Linked DNA regions of Gossypium hirsutum: region 2 is linked to region 1. Evidence: chromatin contacts called from public Hi-C data. All regions are on one chromosome and are shown on one strand. The core of a region is the stretch at or near the end of the contact, and the rest is flanking DNA. Distances in the headings are between cores, read along the strand shown.

Region 1 (2,886 bases), core at 169-2,668:
ACCCTAGGCTAAGGAGTTTAAAGTCCTCACCCTAGAGGAGTCTAAGGAATTTGTATCCCATGCCCTCGTCTATCTCTCACACACTTCCTAGACCCATTTCCTTCAAATGCCCAAAGAACCACCAATCCTTCTACTAAAGAGTTTAAGGAGTTCGCAAGACACATTAGGGTCTTCCCTTATCCCTTTTGGTGTATAATACATTAGCCTTTAAAGTCACCACAGCTTCTCTTCCAACTTACTCTAAAGTTTCTTCCCTTAAAAGAGTTAGAGGAGTCAAAGAAGTTTGTAAGCCACCCATAAGTCCTCTTCACCATCATCTCAAGGTTTTTAGGCTGCGCTACGCTCCTAGGTGACCTCCCACTCTTTCTTTTTCACCTCTAACTTTGTTTGCCAACTCGTTTCATTGGGACCTTGGTGCTATTCGCTTTTGAATACGAACACTTTCTTTATTGTAGTCTTCTAACTTTTTCTGTTCGCAACACATAACAGAAATAACTCTTTATTAATAACAAAAGGATACAACTTTAATAACAAACAAACATAATTGATGACTTTCAAGTTATAATTTTTTTATCATTTGTAACATTTCACTTGTAACTATTTAAACATTATAAACAGGTTGAAATATGCTCAAAGTATTTGTACTTTTCATACATTTGGAATTTAGTCCTTCTACTTTTATTTTCAGAAATTTATTCCCTTTACTCTTTAGATTTAAAAATGCAAGTTCAATTGTTAACATTGTTAAAATTCGTCTATTGAATTCATGTCTATTACAACATCATTTTATTGGTCATATGACCACCAAGTGAGTAATTTTTTTTTATTTCAAAATATTGCCCCAACAAATTTAAAAAAAATGTTTACGATGTTAACAATTTGAACTAAACTTTTAAATTTGGAAAGTGAAGAAACTAGATTCCTAAAAATTAAAATAAAGTGATTAAATTCAAAAAATGTGAAGAATGAAAAACTTAAAAAAGCATGTTTTAATCTTATAAATATTCCAACATAAATTACGCCTAAATTCTTCATAAACTTAAAAACATAATAGATTGGATTGGTTCTTGATTAACATAATGATGTTGAAGTTTACGGGGGAAATAGAAATAATTAACAAAAAAAAACTAATCGAATAATTAGTTTATTATAACACTTTCAACTAAGATCAAATTATTACAATTGGAGTCATTTGAATTACAACAACAGAAATAAAATATTTACATTTAAATTTTCAATAAAATTCTATTCCATCTATATCGCTCATAACCCATTACGACTTGAAAATTAAGATTAAACTAATAACGCCTTAGAATCACAAGTGGTAGCCAACGAGAAAAGGATTCATTTCCCCCCTGCCTTTGTGTTGATAGCAAAATAATTAGAGGGGTAGGACCCTCTAGTTTCAGTAGTCATCTCTTTCTCTTTCCCTCGTGTGGCATTGATTCATTTTCTTTTCTTTCATATCTCCCTTCCTTTTGTACTTTACATTTATTTTTTAAACAAGAAAGGACAAAAAAGAGTTGAGAGACCCACTCGCTGCCTTTTTCCTAAAATTATTATTTTAAAAGGTACAGGATTCATTTCAAGGTTGATTTAACTAACAGCTAGTTTTCCATTTACTTTTCCATCAAAAGTATGGTGAAAAAATATTTTTGAAAATTTTACTTTAAAATTTAAATATAATATACTTTTTAAAATTAAAATTTTTATTTTAAACATAATATCCTGAATTAAAAATATACATTTGAATAATATTCAAATCCGTTAATTAAAAAATAATTTATGGTAACTCATTTTAAATATTTTTATATGAAATATAAATTTTAAATATTGTTAAACAATTAATATTAATTATTTGTAAAATTTAATTTGAATATGTAAATTATATTTTAAATCATTACAAATTTAAATATATAATATTATATATTTAAAATAAATTTCAATAACGAAATAATTGTGTACCCAATATAAATATTACATAAAAATATGTTAAATTATAAAGAAATTTAAAAATGTGTGTTTTTCCAAAGACAAAATAAAATAAAAAAACTTTTGCCTTTAGGTTCAAAAATTGTTTGATTAATATATATATATATATATATATGACTTCAAATGTATTTTTATCTAAAAAGCATTTTTAGAAAATAACGATAAAAAATCATTAAAAGCAATGAAAAAACTTAATAATCCGAATAAATCTTTTGTCACTTCATCTGATTCTCAATTTTCGATAATGAAATAAACATGAATAGCACCCATTATTTTAAAAAAAAAAAAGCCGAAGAAAATCGTCCATTCTTTTAACCCTATTTAAACTTAACTCCAACGTTAATTAATCATTAAGACATTAGAAAAATAATAAATTATATCTATCCCTAAAAGGATAAAAATGAGAAGAAGAAATCAAGTTTAGATTTTCTCTTTATAATCATTCCTTAATTTTTTCCTGTTCCCCTAAAACAGTGGGCCCACTCAGCCATTCAAGCTAGGGCCTCTAATTATTGTGTGCATATGTTACCACACGTGTGGGGTCCTTTTTTTCTTTCTCTTATTAAGTTATTATTATGCATTATTTAAAGAATTGGGTAAATTGTAAAAATAGTCACTTTTGTTTGCCTTAAATTATATTTTAGTCATTTATATTTGAAATGTTACATTTTAGTCACTTACGTTATCGTTTTGTTTCAAAGTGGTCACTTTACCGTTAAATTTTGTTACCTCCCTAACGATAGTCCTACACAGTAGTCCAAATGAGTTTTAAATGCCAACTTGGATGTCTTACGTTGCAATCCAAATTAAATTTATTTAATTAAAAATTTATTTTTATCCCAGCAACTGGATATCCAAGTTGGCATTTAAAACCTATTTGGACTGTCACGTAGG
Region 2 (2,886 bases), core at 170-2,669, 34 kb after region 1:
TACGAATGAAATTCAATCCATCAATCAAGAAGATATTGGTCTGAATTAGACCAAATGAGTGAAGAATCAATGAAAGAAATTTAATTTTACACAAAAAAACCACTTGAGGAATAAACCCAAGACTTTGATCAAAATAAATTATTTAAGTGGTTAAAATATGTTGTTAGTAAATGTACTTGTATAAAATTTGAAATTTAAAAGTTAAGAATTTAATCCTCTTACTTTTTTCACTTTAAAAGTTTTAGTCCAATCATTATCATTATTGGTAGTTTTTGTCAAAATTTGTTAACTCGTCACTTTTATTTTGTAATCATATGCCATGTCATACATGAATATCTTCACCAAAATTCAAAATTGACAAATTTTTACATAAAATACATACAATTTTAATTACTGTATTGAGATCTTTAAATAAAAAAGTAAAATGACTTAATTTTAATTTTTTAAGTACATGAACTAAATTTTAATTGGATCAAAGTATAGAGACTAACAACATAGCTTAACCTATTAATTTTATTCCTTATATTCCAATAAAAAAGACCACATGATATTACCATAATGTCCGTCTAAGTTTTTCTTTATATATAAGGGCATATTCGTGCTTTAAGAGTACAATAAATTTATTGTTAAATAATAGATAAACCGATGACAATAATAACGGTGTATATTATTTGGTATTTAAGTTTGACGTTTTTTTAATATTATATTTATTTTATTTTTTGTTTAATTTAATATATGCATTTGACCAAAAATTATATATTTTAGTACACAAAAGTAACCATGTTAACTTTATAGAGTTTAATTCGGGTTTCAAAATTGATTTGATGAAAATTAATTGAATATTAAATTTGAATTCTTTATTATTTTTAATAGAATAACTTTAGTGTTAATTGTGAGTTCTTTTAATTTTTACATTTAACTTCTCAAATACAATTTGATAAATATGATTTAATTTAGATTTTACAATTAATTTGATGAAAATTAATTGTTGATATTACTAAATTAATATAATTCTAAAACTTAAATTAAATATTAAAAAGTAATATTGTTATTTTTAAATATCAAAATATGTATTTTTTATTAAATACAAATATTACATTGAATAAAAAACAATACAAATATTATATTAAAATAATTTGGAACTCAAATAGTAAAATATGCATTGAGCTTTCCTAAATGTTATTAAATGAAATGAGAATCAAGGACGGTGATAGATAAAATGTGAGCTCCTTCGTACAATACTGCCAAGTACAACCATAAGTATTGATGAAAAGAAAATTCCAAAGCTACTAGGAAGGAAGGCGCGTGAGAAGGAAGCGCCAATTATTTGGGGAATTGGTGTAGAGTCAAAGTGGACCCATTGACAGATGGGTAAACAGGAATGAGACGGTAGCGTCTTTTGAAAATTTGAGTTGTCGTTTGTGCCAACACGCATGCGCTTCGAGACAAGGTTGGTCGGGGAATGTGGTAAACGCGCCGACTAGAGAGTTATAGATACCGTAACAAAATATTAAATTATTAACAGTTCATGATGGCAGCCTTTGTTTTTCCATTACAATAACACGAGCGCCAATAACAGTGCATGCCACTGTGATCTCATGGTTAGTGTAGTGTAGTGCAGTGCTACTGCCGTATTACCTATTACAGGCCAGTTTTTCATTATTTAAAAAAATTACTTTTGATTCTAAAAGTGTTTTTGAAGGAAAAGTTATAAAAAATAAATTATTTTTAGTTGAAATTTTTAGCTTTTTAGAAGTACTTTTTAAAAGCACTTCTGAAAAGGAGCTGAAAAGGAGAAGCTAAAAATTTTAGTTTTTCCTCTCCTAAAAGTATTTTTAGTGCTTAATTATTTTTTCACCTCTCCAATAACATAGTATTTTTCTTTTTTTTCTTGGTGCTTAATTACATTTGTGTTAAAATTATTAATTAAAAATAAAAAATATTTTTTAAAATATTAATTACAAATATTTAATGGTTATATTTAAATATTTAAAATATAGTTTATATATTCTAATTAAATTTTATAAATAATTAATATTTATTAATTAAAAATATTTACAATTTATATTTTATATATTAAAATATTAACAACAAGTTATAATAATTTTTTTATATTATTACTAAAATATAATAATATTAACTAATTTAAATATTATTTAAATATATATTTATTACTTGATAATAATATGTCTAAAATGAACATTTTATTTCTCAAAAGTACTTTTTGACAGCAATGCTAAACACTCAAATTTTAAACTAAACTTTTCAAAAGCACTTCTCAAAATCACTTTTTCACAACACTTTTCAAAAACAATGAAGAATTGGCCCTACATTTATTTTTTGGCATATGAATTTTTTAGCCCTCCGACTTTGGCTCTTTTTATTCTTTTTAGTTCTTAAATTTATATTATTTATCACATAACCTCAAAATAGTTAAAAAAAATTAACGTTTGCTACAAGTCATGTGTATGCCAAGGTAATGATTAATTATTTTTAATATTAAAAATATTTTTTTATATTTTTAATAATTCTAATTTTTTAAACATTTTTATAATTTTTTTATAATTTTTAAATTTTAACAAATTAATTAATTGTTAAAGTGCTATCGTGGCAATCCACGTGTATGTCATGCCAGCAAAGTTAGCAAATATTAACATTTTCATCCATTTTGAAGTAGTTTGAAAAACAATGCAAATTCAATAGTTAAAAAAATGAAAAATTATTTCCAAAATAAGTTATTATAATTTTTTTATTTCCAAATTTATTTTTTAAATTTTGAATTAAATTAATTCATTTATCTAAAATTGAATAGATTGACCACAGAAAGAAGTAATAAGGCGTAATAACATTTTAGCCTCTAATGTTCATTATTTTATCACTTTGGCC

The links. Hi-C and Micro-C count contacts between places; a contact is called where the count stands out from the background.
Region 2: a Hi-C map of hypocotyl shows a contact between it and region 1, with 1.9 times the contacts expected there. The contact joins two enhancer-like sites. A contact is called at or near these places in 3 of 34 Hi-C or Micro-C datasets (fibers, hypocotyl and leaf).

The regions. Positions count from the first base shown.
Region 1 is chrD11:40,139,418-40,142,303 of Gossypium_hirsutum_v2.1, forward strand. No RefSeq gene overlaps it. Among protein-coding and RNA genes, the nearest start is that of LOC107921024, 36 kb to the left of the region's middle. Within about 2 kb of position 1,419, at least 2 of the 9 cell types and tissues checked have an H3K27ac peak or open chromatin away from gene starts, as enhancers often do. A contact at or near this core is called in hypocotyl and leaf, where this site is marked.
Region 2 is chrD11:40,173,617-40,176,502 of Gossypium_hirsutum_v2.1, forward strand. No RefSeq gene overlaps it. Among protein-coding and RNA genes, the nearest start is that of LOC107922051, 26 kb to the right of the region's middle. Within about 2 kb of position 1,420, at least 3 of the 9 cell types and tissues checked have an H3K27ac peak or open chromatin away from gene starts, as enhancers often do. A contact at or near this core is called in hypocotyl and leaf, where this site is marked.